Linked DNA regions of Mus musculus: region 2 is linked to region 1. Evidence: chromatin contacts called from public Hi-C data. All regions are on one chromosome and are shown on one strand. The core of a region is the stretch at or near the end of the contact, and the rest is flanking DNA. Distances in the headings are between cores, read along the strand shown.

Region 1 (7,517 bases), core at 4,025-6,524:
TAAAACTGTTGAAATATTTAAACCAAAATTTATATTCAAATATATAACTTCACATAAAGGTTCTTTGGTCACATAAAGAATCATCCAGCTGGAATCTCAAACTGGTAGTCTAATATATATAAACATATGTATATGTATATATTATACAAATAATATATTTGTTCAGAAAGTTGAGCCTGATCAGCATTCCACACCCCCTGGAAGCTATTATGTCATTCATGCTCCTGGTAGCATTTTTAGCACAGTCATTAAGATATGGTATCATGGTCATAAACGGTGGTGCATACCTTTAAGCCCAGCACCTGGGAGGAAAAGGCAGGTGGATATCTAAGTTAGAGGCCAGCCTGGTCTATACAGGAAGTTCTGAGCCAGCCAGGACATAGTAAGACCTGTTAATCAAAAATAAGACAAAACAAAAATGTGGCATGGTGTCCTTGTTTCTATTCATGACTATAATGTGATTGAGGACAGAGAATATATTTTCGTCCTCTTAAACACTGTCTTTGTTAGTCTATAAGATGATAGGTTCATTCTAATCATGATACTTCCATTCATTTCTATCAGGGTATCTTGTACTTATTCACCTCATTACTTTTCCATGCCCAACCCCACTGCTCTCCTTCCCACACATATTTTAAAAAATCTAGCAATTGTAGCACTAACTCCTTATTGCTACCACACAGTACAAACACATGCAAACTTCTATGGATGATGTCAGACCCTCCTTTGAAACACTAATAACCGGTCTGCTGCATCAAGACTCCTTGGTATATTCAAATGCTTAGGCTTCCTTTCCCAGGAACCCATCTATTAAGAGCTGCTGTGCTGGATGTATCTTCTGACCTCCAGTAACACTCAAAGGCTGCACAAGGGCCTGCCCAAGTGAGCAAGCAGAGCAGAGTCCCAAGGGCAGCCCTGGGTGTTCTGTAAGCTACAGGGAAGTGGCTGGCACCATGCAGCAGCTCAGACCAAGAACACCGGTTCCAGAACTATAATTTTTAAGTAACAAAATTCTTCATTAATTTTTGTTATTTACTGACAATGAAAGTATAATTTTAAACTAATAAAATTATTTATTGTGCTGTGTGTGTGTGTGTGTGTGTGTGTGTGTGTGTGTGTGTACATGCCACAGAGTTCATGTATAGATCAGAGGACAATTTGTGGGAGTCTTTTCTCTTCTTCCATCATATGGGTCATGGGAATTGAACTCAAGTCATCAGTAAGTACCTTTACCTACTGAGCAATCTTGCTGGCCCCTAATCATTAATTTCACATAAAGCCAAAATTATCTGACAACTCCGCTAAGAATTACATGAAGATAAAGACATACAATTAGAAACGTTCTGTTAAAGAGTAAACCAAGTCCTTCTTATTAACATGGATGGTTTACGTTATGTATCAAAGTCTATTTGAAATATGCTAGCCGCAGAGCAGCTACCTGGGTGCAGATGCTGGTTAGAGTGGCTGTGAGAAGTTGTTCTGACATCACTGTTCATTTAATTAGAACAAGAAGCTCCAGAAGATGGCATTTCGTTTTGAAGAGTTGCTGACACCAGTCCCCTGAGGTTACTATCTGAGGATCCAAGACTCAGGGCAGCTTGACATAAACCTCATCTATCTTACCACCTGATCTTCTCAAAATCTGCCAGACACAGGTTTTCAAAAGCAGATGGTAGCACTAAGGCTGGCAGGACCAGTGTCTGCCCATCCTTGGCAACACCAGCATAGTCCTAAAGGAGTCTGAAACACAATATCAACCCAAAAGTCATCCATCTGTCTGGACAATGAGAGACTGGGACCACACAGTGACCTGTCTCTATCACCTTCTGTCTCTGGTCCTTCTGCTCTGACCTTAACCCTTCACAGTGAGTGAAGGGAACATGCACCTGGGCCCACCTTTGCGTTCACCACTCACTATACACCCTTGGAAAATTTCTTAGATATGTATTTAATATTTTATTAATATCTGTGAGTCTCAATTACCACAGGGTTATAAGATTAAAAGAGCAAGGATGCATACATAAGGAATGGGTTCTGGTACAGGCAGTGTCAGCTAGGGTAGTCTGCTGCATGGTGACCTGAACCTAAGAAGTGCTGTTCTGCCTTTGCTAAACAAAAATAAAACTAAGTACTCAGGTCTTGTTTTCAGTTTTCTTTGTGTCCTAACAACTGCTTTACAAAAGAAGAGATGGATGTAAACAAATAGAAACTGCAATTGTCTTCAGACGTATAATTTAATTCTGACAGGCTATATTTTTAAATCCCCAAAGTCACAACTATTACTTCAGGGTGTTAACCCCTACCCCCAAAAGTATCTTTGATGGCGTTATTAAAAAGCTTTCATTTTTTTTTTAAATAGAGGTTTGTTACACAGAACATGTTGCAATGACAATATACTCAAAATTTTAGAGTATTTTATTAGCAGGGCTTATATATATCCTCAAGCAGCACTGGCTTTGGAAATATTACAAGCAAAACTGTTTTATATTTATTTATTTTCCTATACTTGTTTTGTTTTGGCTTTGAGCAAGTTCATACTTTATAGGAACATTTAAACAGGCTTGTCTGTCATTAAAAAACAAACAACAACAACAAACAAGACAAAATAAAACAAAAACACAGAAGCTCTGACAGAGCCACAAAGGCTACTTGGAAAACATGTTCTTGTCACATGTTTTTGACATGAGTTTTCTCTTTTCCTTCTATGTGGATTCCTCCGTCTTTGAAGGTCTGTTTCAAAGGAAGAATTTGTACCTGTGACAACTTTGTGGTCACAGATGACAGAGTCAGAGGGGCTGCACGTCAGACCCATGTGTCTACATAGCACGCAGTCAGAAGGGGCCACAGGTAAGATCCATGTGTGTTCACAGATCACAGAGTCAGCAGGATCACAGGTCAGACTTCCCATACTTATTTTCTCTATTCCTTGGAAGATTTCACTAGTTGATATTTATTTTATGAAATAGTAGCTGCTGACTGAGAGATCTCCAGAGAACCAAAGGCTTGAATGGACCTGAATGCTTCAAACCTCTGAAATGTAACTCTACCATATAACTTAGGCAATAGTGTCCCTTTAAAACCCTTAATCTACCTAACATATACTAGGTACCAAGGACCTGAATACTTAAACCACTGGTTCTCAACCTTCCTAATGCTGTGACCTCATGTTGATCTAATATAGATCCTCATGTTGTGGTGACCTTCAGCTGTAAAATTATTTTTTTTTGCTACTTTATAACTATAATTTTGCTACTGTTATGTATCATAATGTATATATCTGTGTTTTCTGATGGTTTTAGGTGACCCTTATGACAGTTTATTCTCCAAAAGGGGTCTCAATGCACAAGTTAAGAACCACTAACTTAAACATATAGCCCAACAGAACTTACGGAAAGGCTGCTATCTTTTGTAGTCCACACTAAAGAAACTAAACACCACACTGAAGCTTCAGCAATTGCTGTCCTTTCTGAGACTTATCTAGGTAGCACAGAGGCCAGGGAGGCTGCAGGATCTCAGCTCCATCTTAGCACTCTAGGCTTCTTACAGAGCCTAGCCCATTCTTCCTATATAGTTCAGCCTACCTAGATGTTAGAAGGGCAAAGACTTTTTCATGGTATCTAAAACTGTGCTTCTCCTTATAATTATGACACACTTATTTCTCCAAAGATGTTCTCTGTTAGGTAAAAACTCCGTTCTGGGAACTGGAGGGATGGCTCAGAGATTAAGAGCGCTTGCTGATTTTGAAAGCCTGGTTCAGATCCAAAACTAACATGGCAGTACACAATTGCCTGTTAATTGTTGTTCTACAGTTCCCATGCCTTCTTTTGTCCCTATGGGCGCCATGATGCTCATGGTGTACATATATGCATGCAGGCAAATATTTAACCACATAAAATACAAACAAATACATTTGTAAAAATCTCACTTAGCTTTGGAAAAATCTCAAAATCCTTTCTAGTACCAAGAAGCCTGGCCTATTGTGAAACTTCCAACCTATGGTTAAGCGTCCTCTTTGTAGGGAGCATCAGTAGTAATAAACCTTTGTCTTATGGGCTTTTATTCTATTCTGTTCCAGAGAGGGTTTTACTATGTAGCCCTGGCTAGCTTTGAATATAGGATCCTCCTGCTCCAGCCTTCTGAGTGCTGGGATCACAGGCTAGTGCCAGCATGCCTCACTTATCGGCTCTTCTTAATGGTAGCTGAAGTTCCTGTTTCTTCTCTTATAGAAAGCAGGTCAAACAGTAAGGTATTAACCAAGTAGGGAGGAGAAGCTGGCTCAGCAATTAAGAACAAATTGTCCTTGCAGAGGAGCAGGGTTCAGTTTCCAGCATCTATGTTGGGTAATTCAACTGCTTGTAACTCCTGTTCCAGAGGATCCAGCACTCTTGCCTGGATCCTCGACTAGCCATCCATACACATATGTTCACATTGACACTCACACACAAACACACACACACACACACACACACACACACATACACACACTTGTAATTTTTAAAATAAATAATGAATAAAGTATTTTTTCCAATGGTTGTTCATGACAACTTTAAAAATTCTGAAAATATAGAGAAGTCCCATATGCTTGTAGTGTTATCAGTGCATTTTTAAAGTTTAATAATGTTAGAGGAAAAACTATCTAGCTTGGAGCACTTAAACGAGAACATATTATTATATGCTCTGCATGGCACAATCTTCAGTGAAACACAGAATGTCTTAATAAACAGGAACTTGGCAGCTAAGACATCAAGACTCTTGATCACAGAGGTGCTTTACACTCATGGACTGCCCACTGTCCTACACAGGAAGCCATGTCTCAATGTGGAGGAGAGTGCCACTGTGCAGGCTGCAGATGCTGGGGTGACAGTAGTGCCTGATAGCAAGCTCTGGACCCAAAGGAGCAATGACAGGTGCTGCATCACATGTGTGTAACTGGGATGCAGTGACGCAATACACACATTCAAGAAACACAGGCTATGTGTCCACATTGTTGAAGGTTTTATTTTAATCAAACAAAGAGAACTATATGTCCATGTCTCATATAGATTAGTCATTGTTGAAACTAAACACCATGGCAGCTTTTCTTTCACTATTTATTACTAGCTTTAAAAGAAACACATCTAGAAAATGCCTTTTAGGGAGAGGGAAACCCAGCATTAGTGGCATCTAAACATAACCTTAGAACAGATTGTATTCCAGAGAGACAAGGCCTCCAGGGCAGCTGTTGGGAGCTCCTCCCCTTTTCAAGTCTTTGTCAATCTGCCCTAAGTATCTGAGGCTCTGCCAGCTTTAAGGTACAGAACTGAAAAGAATCCAATACAGCACAGCAGCTGCTCCGAAAGGACTGTGAAGGATATTCTCAAAGGCAATTTAAATGTTTAATGTAATTCAACATTTGGTGTTTCTCATTTTTGATGTGTGTAATCTTAAGCTTCAGCAACAGTCTTCCTACACCCACTTTCTTCCATGACTATTAAATCTGTAATTATGCATGGCATTCACATTCATTTTTGGGTACATGATATCTAAAACATGATTTTGTGGTAATTACTGCAATTGAAACTGAAAAATGTTTTGTGATGTTATTTTTAATCCACATATAGTAAAATGTAGGTAACAAAATGATACATTAAAAAAATGTACTGTTAGCAGCTGAATTCGGTAAAACACTGTCATTAATCTGCTCTAAGTGTCAGTGTTTCCTAGATTTTAATGTCAGTTCTAAAGAACGAACAACTAACTCAGCTTCAGGACTCGAGTGTGCTCCCATCTCCCTCTCTGTTTGCTACAATCCACCAGTTAAACTCATTATAAAGTCAGGGGCAATTCTCAGTGAACTTCAGATTCAGAGACAGAACTGCACCTGTGTGGTGAGAACAGCTGGGAGGATAATCAGCTGGGGCAAATGTCTTCTCTCCTCTGCTAGTGCTGCATGAAGACATGATTTCCATCACGTAATTTACCAGCTGGGAGTGTGCACAAGTAAATTCTCAGCAATAGTGCCTTACAGTTTCTTCTCCAACAAATTTTCTTTAAAAACAACAATAAAACAGACAGACAAACAACCCACCCACTTTTTCTAGGTGAGAGAGAGAGAGAGAGAGAGAGAGAGAGAGAGAGAGAGAGAGAGAGAGAGAGAGAGAGAGAGAGAGAGAGAGAGAGAGCGCTCAGAGGACAAAGGCAGTTATTGCCAAGCTTGCTGAGCTGAGTTCTATCTCCAGAACCACACGGCTGAAGGAGAGAACAGATTCCTGTAAGTTGTCCTCTGACAGGCAGATGGGCAGGCAGACTGATATGAGACGTACATACATACACAGTGGCTCATGTGCATGCATACACATACATATACACAAGACAATCATTTAATTACAAAACTTGAAAACTTTTTCCAAGTTCATTCTCATTCAACAAATATTTGCTGATATGGCAAACCCACCTACCTGGAAGGGGCCAAGATACTAATCCCCACCCCACCCCGTGTGTGGTGTGGTGTGGTGTGTGTGTGTATGTGTGTGTGTGTGTGTGTGTGTGTGTGTTTGTCAAATTCACCGAACAGTCCCACAGCCCCCAGAGGAAGTACCACTCCAAGGTGTTCTAGCATGCTCAGTAACTTAGTATCCCAGGAGCTTGGTCACACCAGGATCTCAGGGTCTCAGAGGCAACTTGACTCCCAGGAACTCTGACATACCCAGAATCTCAGGATCACAGAGAAAGCAGAACTCTGAGGAGTTCTGACTCAACTGGGATTATTGGAAGGAGAGACTACCCTTGAAATCAAACTTCTGATACTTGCCCCCAACTTCTACATGCTAGGATGTTGGATGGAGCCAAACACCTCACAGTTCAAGGGATCTAACTGAAGGCTCTGTACAAGGAAGGCAAGTACTCTACCAACTGAGCTAGATCCCAGCTTACACCCCAGTCCCTGAATCCCATATGGGTCATACTTGAATGTGGTAGGGGGGGGGCAGGGGGGGAGGCGGTGCAAAGAATGTGGCAACAGCAAAGGTTTTGGAGATGCCATGGCCAAGAATAAACCCAAAGTCAAAAGTGTAAGAATTCCAACAGTCCTGCCCATGTGGTGTTACCTGGCTTCCACACAGGCTCTGAACACATAACATGCCCCGTGTCTGTGTACATGCTCCTACAAACCAACACCAACTAATGCTGCCTAAAACATCCTGAGTCACGAGCAAAAAAGTTTTCTGTTTTTATAGAAACATAATGATAACTATGGACAACAAAGACTTCTAATGTTCACCTACCATTATTCCTTAGTAAAAATTAGTATATCTTTCCATTGGATTACATTAGAATATAAATTTGACTTTAAGGATTACTGTTTGAGTTTCTGACTTGATTTTCACTAAGGGGGGAAAAAGAAGGCTCAAGAATTAAAAGTGTTAAAACTGCCTGGGGTTAGATAGAATGCCATTGGGATTACATTCCAGTAATTTCTGAAATAACCATAAAACAATACTGACATTTTGTATAATATATTTATGTGAATCAGGATTATC
Region 2 (7,437 bases), core at 4,500-6,999, 130 kb after region 1:
ATTATACGTTTATAATGTCCTACCCACATTTTCTATCAAGATATAAATATTTCAAAACACTACAAGTGCCAATTTTATAATATGCCATGACTTTAAAAAGGTTTCCACAATTAAAAAGCACATTTTTAAAAGACCACATCATATAAAAGGGGAGACAATCTATAAACCCTATGACCTTCAGTCCAGAAAATCAACTAAGTACAAGGAAGGAAATTCAAATGAAGTGCTAACAACGGCTGGCTACCTTTTGGCACTGGTTGACAGTTTCGCGGCTGTCTTGCTGGATATCTTCCCCTCCTTTTTCTTAGGCTGAACTTGTTCTCGATCAGGTTCCTGCTGAACGCTCTCCCGCTGATCTCCATCAGAACTTCCTCCACTAGTGCTTGGACTGTCATCAACTCTCTGCGCCTCAGTGGACATCTTAGATCCTGGATTAAAGAATGGCATGTCATTTATTCTGCTGTGGTAGGGACTACAACAAGGTATGTTCATAATGAAGAGAAACAGAGCCCATGAAACAAAAGAAGTATAATTAGGTATAAAAATGAGAATTGCCCATTTATAGAACAAATAACTCTGGGGTTTGCTAAAACCTCTCTTCTCTGCATTCATGGAAAATTTAGAAACAAATGTTGGTAGCAATTTTATTCACAAGGCAGAAAGTAAAAACAATTCAAATGTTCTCTAATTGACGGGTAAAGCATGGTGCATCCACATGACAATATACCTCAGGCACAGAAACAAATGAAGTCTGGCATCTGCAAGCTTCAGCAGAAAGATCTTGAATCTTTATGCTAAGTGAGCGAAGCCAGCCAGAAGGACCAGACTGTACAAGCTCATTTGTAAGGAATGTCTAGACAGGTACATGGTGGGAATGTAGAGACAGTACAGGAAAGTGTTTTCTAATGGGCAGAAAGTTTCTACTGAGTGATAATAATATTCTTAAATTAACTAGTGCTTATAGTAGAAAAGCCTCGGAGTTCTGCTTTGCTTTGTACTGCTGAGGACTCAACTCAGGATCTTGGCATGATAGGCAGGTGCTGCCATTGAGCTACCTGCAATCCCTAGGCTAAGTTATACCTTTTAAGATGGCAGCCTTGGGGCTGGAGGGGCATTTTGGACAGTGCACACTCAGCAAAGTTCAACCGCCAGCATTTACAAAAATGGAGGGGGTTACTTTTATAAGGTAAATTATATCTCAAAAGAACTGGCACAAGATAAACCAGAAGGGGTTGGAGAGAGAGTTCAGGGGTTATGAAAACTGGCTGCTCTTCCAGAGAGACTGGAATCAATTCCTAACACACACATGGTAACTCACAATGGGCTATAGCTCCAGTTCCAGGTGATATGACACCCTCTCTGGCCTCCCTCGGCACCCAGGCATATATATGGTGCACGACATACATGCAAACAAACATCGATACACAGAATATAAAATAAGTATTTTAAATAGGGGGGGGGGGGGAGAGAAAGGACTGAGAGCCTAATTTTTATAGGCACTGGGAGAAGCATTTTGGGCTCAGCTATGAGATGTCCAGACAGGTAAAGAGACCTGCAAAGTGTCCTGACAAGTCGGTGTAAAAAGGCACAGGGCTGAGAGAGAGTGGTACTGCCACGCTAATATCCAATCAATACATCCTTAGAGCTGAGCCAAGCTTAAAATCCTCTAAGCTGGGAAATTGTTTTAAGTAACCTTTGTGATAACAGAACAGAAACCATGTGATCCTAAATAAGAACTGAAGCTTAGGAGGGTGTGGGCTCTGATCCAGCTCGACTAGGCAACCATGTTGCACAACAGATAGAGAGTGTACCGAGACACTGAAGGATTCCTTTTTTCCCAGTCTGGAGGAAATCTCCCTAGAGGTTCAGAATTCACTTTGCTTTGAGTTCATGCTCCTGGAGCAGCTCTGATGACTAACTCAATTCCCGTAATACTTTGATACCTAGGTAGCCGTTATAACCTAGATAGTGACACAAAAATGCACTGAGAAATGGATAGCCCTTCTCCAATCTCATTGTATTATAATCAGCCCCAGGTTGGTCCTTACTATCACATCCTGTATGACCTAACAAGCTGACAGACCTAGAATGAAACTGACAAAAGTCATGTTCAGACTCTACAGGGCCTCAAGTCACCAGTAATCACTTTGAGTATCATATAGCTTCAGCTCAGACATGCTTTTGAAAAACGAGACTGCCTGTGACTAGAGTCATCACCACCACCAGCACTACCACCACCACCACCACCATCAAGGGTAAAACACACATACATGGGGAAGGGAAGAGATAAAGAGAAAGAGTTTTATCCAAAGTCCTCTTGAAAAGGATCCATTTTGGTTACTCTTAAATTAAGACTGAAATAAAACTGTTGTTGACATGGTCAAGAGCAAACTTCAGTACACACAAAAAACAGACACTTCAAATACAATTTATTATTATCATTACCTAGTTCAAAGGCATGACCCAGTACTTCTGATCAACATTCATCACCATCAGCTCATCCTAGAGTTTATTCAAAACCATGGTAGCTTTTCTAAATGCAGGCCTTTAACAGACTGAAAGTTTTCTATGAGAAGCTTATAAGACAAATATGCACAGCACAGTACTGGAAGAAGCAGGAAGCACAGCGATAAAGCATCAACAGACACTACATATGACATGACCATCCTCATCCCTAGTCCCTTTGTTCATGACATCCAGTAAGTCTGTCCAAATAGCTCTCACACACTCACAGGACATTGAGACTGCTCTCCCTCTCTCTTGTAAGTGGAGAGCATCATTCCCCACGGCTAAGACACCTTTTATGAGCAATAAAGTCACTTAACAGAATACCGAAATTTTATGTCTCTATGTTTCATGTCTAGCTCTAAAAGCCTGAGTATATTTCTTGGGTTTTCTTATTTGACTTTAACATTCTTATTATTGGATTTAATATTTGTATTCTTTCTCAGCTTGCTTCTTTGAGTTAAAATATATCTAAAGTTAAAAACCTTGTAAGTATGTGCTATATAGCATGCTAGCTAAGCAGGCTTATGTATAAGCAGGGAAACAGAAAGAAGCATTCTTAGGATTAGATGCTCTCAAGGTAGGGTACTGTGAGCAAACTTTTAAGAGATGTGAAATCAGTGAGAAATTGTTCTATGTATCCTAAACCTGAGGCAATCCATCACATGGCAAACACAAGAACTCTAGAAAAGTAGTTGCCTTACACTGCAAGCACAGCTGTGACTGCTGTGTGCTGCATCAGTCATGAAGTGCACACATTTCAATACTCTTTTGTGCACACCTAGTAATGTGTAAACTATATAATACTGAATAGACTATGCAATGATGTAATGGGCCATAATCTGAAACTGAAATTTCCTCAACTACTTCAGAATACCAGAAGATTAAACTACTAAACTACTATTAAAGGTCTGGGGGTATGGCTCAGTTCTAGAGCCCTTGCCAAGCGTATATGTGAAGGCCTGGGCTCAACCAGAACACTTCCCCAGAAAGCAATTAAATGGCTAAACAGAAGCATAATTTCTCTAGTTTTACAGTTTAAAAAATTATTTCTATTTTTGATCTAAGATACCTTATCCGATCCAAATCTTTACGTACAAATGACAAATCCTCCTGAGAACACTGATAAGCATTATAAAACCATTTAGACAAAGGCTCTGTATCTCCTATTCAAATGTCAAGACTTAAGAGACTTTCTGCTGAGTGTTTTCTGAATCCTTGATTACAGAAAAAAGGGGACAACATGATTGTGTACTCTGGCACAATTAACTCTTATGAGAGGAAATCCTCTGCAGGTCACTCAAATGAACTATGTATAAAATTGGTGCCTTGTCTCTCTAAAGTAAAAATGAGTAGGTCCCTGAATTAAAACTTCTACATATTAACTTCTCTGGCATTTTAAAATTAATTCCTAAAGAGCTAATTCCCTAACCTAGAAGGAAGCTAAATTCCAGGGATCTAAACACAAATACATCCTCCAATGACAGTTTCAAAGATCTTAAGACACCTAAAGTGATATTTTTACTTCAGATTCAAGTAACCCTTAGTTTCTAACTAAATATAAACATATTACATTTAGGTATTTAAACACACTCATTCTTTTTGAGCTTTATTGACTATGTGCTCTGTGATGTCATCAGGCTCTGGAAATTCCCAGCACATAGTGAGTGAAATTAGCGTGTTTCAGAAAAACTTACGGATCTAAACAAATCCCACCGATGAAACCAACAGTACTCAAGTCCACATTACTATTCAAATCATCAAATGTCATGATTTTTAAAAACTTAGAAAAGCAAGTATTCATTTGTGCAGCTGCAACAGGAAAATGTGAACTTGCATTGGCATACCAGTTTTTCTACTTGTGATTTCTGAACTTTTCCAAAACATAAAATACTTTATATTATACGCCAAACCTGTAGCGCTATCCAGCTTCCCAAGTGTCTGAAAAGATATTTATTTGGAAAATAAAAGTGGAGCACCTGATTGAGGGAAGTGCTGTGCCCTAGAGGAAAGAGCTCAAGGTATGACATATGAAAACACTCCATCTTCACCATCACCCACAAACAAGACTGCCAAGCGCCCAGGAGCATCCTGACTGCCTGAAGAAAGACAAATATTTAGATTCCCAAGATTGCATTTCTAGAGCATGCTTTTCAAAATCCAAGGATTTAAAACTAAGATGAGCTTTAAAAAAATCTTAAAAACAGTAAGGTAATCAGAGGTAAGTCCTAGCACATTCTTTTGTACTTTAAAATGGAAATACTCAAGTAGACCCTCAAAATTACAAAATACAAGGTTAGAGGATAAGAATCTTGCAAATCAGCAAATAAGTCCAAGAGCTGCCACCAAGCCCAGGGTGATGATGTCTCTCTAATGCGGCCTTAATTTCCTTTAGGGAAGATGGATGGGGCATTTCTGGTTAGTTGTGGAAAAAGAGACACAAGAAGCCAGGCTTTATGTTCATTAGAATTGGAAAAGGGCAAATGGATCAAAACATTAGTAGCGAAGAGGGGGTGGGTGGGGGTGGGAGGACAAGGGTAATCCAGTTTCCAATCAGGCCAGTGGGTGCTGCAGAGAAGCCAGAGGAAAACTGGCTTCGGAGCCAAACTGTGCCAAGCATCGGGCATTACAAAAGACCAGTGTGACAACCCACACCCCGGGGCATCACGCACACACCCAGCGGGTACTCCCTCACCCTCACCTCCTGTAGCAATTATGCAATTTGGGAAGAGCTCCGGACAGCCGGGCACTTTGCGCCGCGACATCCATCCTGGACTTTGCGGAGACTTAGTTCCTGGCTGCGGTGGGCTCGGGAGGGGAGGGGAGAGGTCCTCGTGGGCGAAGGACGGCCACACTCTGCGGGACGGGGGAGGGGCGCGCGGGCCCCAGCGGACACGCGCAGGGTCAGGGAGGCCTGCGGGGCCGCGGGCGCGCACCCGAGCCGAGGCCGCGGCGGGGGCGGGGATCTCGCCGGGCTGGCCCTCGCCGCGTGGGGTCCCCGCGCGCCCCACGCCGCGGCTCTGGCCGCGGCCACGCCCGCCCGCCCTCACCTACTCACCTCGCGGCGTCGCCCGCGCTCCAGCCGCGGCTCCGACGCCGAGTCCGGGAGTGAAACCGCCGCCTCCGCGAGCCGCCGCCGCCGCCACCGCCGCCGCCGCCCGCCGTCCGCGCGCGCCCCCTCCCAAGCGCGCGCTCGCCCTGCCTGCCCTGAGAGCCCGCGACAGCGCGAGCCCCACGTCGGCCTCGCGGTGTCGCGCCCGCGAGCCCGCGACGCGATTTAGCCCCGCCCCCGCCGGCGCGTGCCCGCTCGAGGACCTGTGAGGTGCGCGCGCAAAAGTAAAGTGACAGCTGAGTCCTGGGCTGGGCGGGCCGGAGCAAAGGCGGGTTAGGGCGAAGGGAAAGGGAGGAGGGAAATCGAGGCTCAACGGCGGCGGGAAGGGAGGGACGAGAGGACCTTGAGGAGCGCACGAATTAAAGGGACACGCGGGCTAAGGGGTGGGGTTGCGCTTCAATAAGGTGCAGTGCGGCGGACTGGGATGAGGGGTAGGGAGAACACACACACACACACACACACACACACACACACACACACACCTGCACCACCAGCTCGTGCTCGCGCAGGACCCACCTGCACCGCTGTTGGAAAACTTCGCGTGGGCCCGGGTGAAGCCACATTTTACCCCTTAACTGCTGCAGGGAAGGTCCTGCGGTGCCTAGTCCTGTCCAGGGCTGCTAGCTGTCACTCTGGGAGGCTGGGGAGGGCGGGGCGGGACGAAGGGGGCAGCACTATCAGAGCAAGTGGGAGGCTGCCACTGTGCCTGAAAGACACAGGTGGGATAGTAGCCATGCTGTGGGTGGCCTGAGGAATATAAGGTTGCCCTGTCATTGTAGCCCAAAATAGCTACTTAAAACAAAACAAAACAAAACAAAACAAAAACCTGCACATGCTTTGTTAACTCAGCGCCCATGAACTCACTTCACCACCACCACCACCACCACCACCACCACCACCACCACCACCACCACCACCACCCACACACACACACACACAACACCTCCAGCCTATCATAACCGCTGAGATCTAGGACTACTCTTAACTTCTGTGAGGATTCTTGGGAGTGGCTGAGCCCATGCACTAGTCCTGCTCAGCAGAGAGGGCTAAAGACAGACCTCCATTTCAAGTATGGTCCAAATCACTTGAACAGTGCTAGCCAATACATAGGAAACCATGGGAAACCCAACCTACCAGATGCCATAGGCCACCATGGGAATGTGAAGTTCTGAGTCAATCAAGCAGCCTAAACAACTAGTGCAAAAAGACCCCAGAGACTAGAGCAATACAAGACTCATAACCTGTATCTGGAACAGAAAATGCTTCCACGAGATACATTCAAGAACTGGCTTTTAACCAATTACATCACTGAAAACTGCCCAAAGCAGCTAGTAATGTCTAGCCTGGAACTGACTACTGAGAAAAAAAAAATGACAGCACCTTTGTCCTTACGAATGTCAGCTCAAGAATGTATGAGAGGAAGAGTTAGAAATGAGTGAAACCTGGTTTTCTGGTTTGTGTGGCCACTTAAATCTGTCTCATGGTGTGTGTATTTCCGACATAGTACAGTGTATTAGTAGAAATGCATCATATTTAGAATATGATCAAATACAGTATTTCATAGACAGTCTTAACCTCATGAACTCTTTGCCTATTCCCATTCTTCTGATTATGTTTCAAGAATACAGAAGTAGCAGAGCCTTGACTGTGTTTTGAAACCCTTTAAAAATTGTTTTGTTTTGATGCTGGGATTTGACCCAGGGCTTCAACAGGCTAAGCAGGCACAGAAGTTCTGCCACTGAACTCTACATCCTGCCTCTGGTAGCCTATGCTTCTGTGTGTGTGCTGTTGGCTTACAATGAATGTTTCATAAGAAAACA

The links. Hi-C and Micro-C count contacts between places; a contact is called where the count stands out from the background.
Region 2: a contact with region 1 is called in a Hi-C map of cortical neurons, with 2.3 times the contacts expected there. The contact joins the promoter of Ube2e2 here to the enhancer-like site in region 1. A contact is called at or near these places in 7 of 39 promoter capture datasets (the 3T3-L1 cell line, 3T3-L1-derived adipocytes, the HPC-7 cell line and 3 more), 1 of 484 Hi-C or Micro-C datasets (cortical neurons), 5 of 115 datasets of contacts at active chromatin or transcription factors (embryonic forebrain, embryonic stem cells, neural progenitor cells and 1 more) and 2 of 9 other capture datasets (adipose tissue and liver).

What each region holds. Positions count from the first base shown.
Region 1 is chr14:18,753,912-18,761,428 of GRCm38.p6, forward strand. The region is part of intron 3 of Ube2e2 (ubiquitin-conjugating enzyme E2E 2); the gene reads right to left. Among named protein-coding and RNA genes, the nearest start is that of Gm22499, 56 kb to the right of the region's middle. Within about 2 kb of position 5,275, at least 25 of the 459 cell types and tissues checked have an H3K27ac peak or open chromatin away from gene starts, as enhancers often do. A contact at or near this core is called in cortical neurons and neural progenitor cells, where this site is marked.
Region 2 is chr14:18,888,022-18,895,458 of GRCm38.p6, forward strand. Ube2e2 (ubiquitin-conjugating enzyme E2E 2) reads right to left here and starts at 5,750. Exons shown (of 6, transcript NM_144839.2): 1 at 5,564-5,750; 2 at 245-428. The coding sequence starts at 420.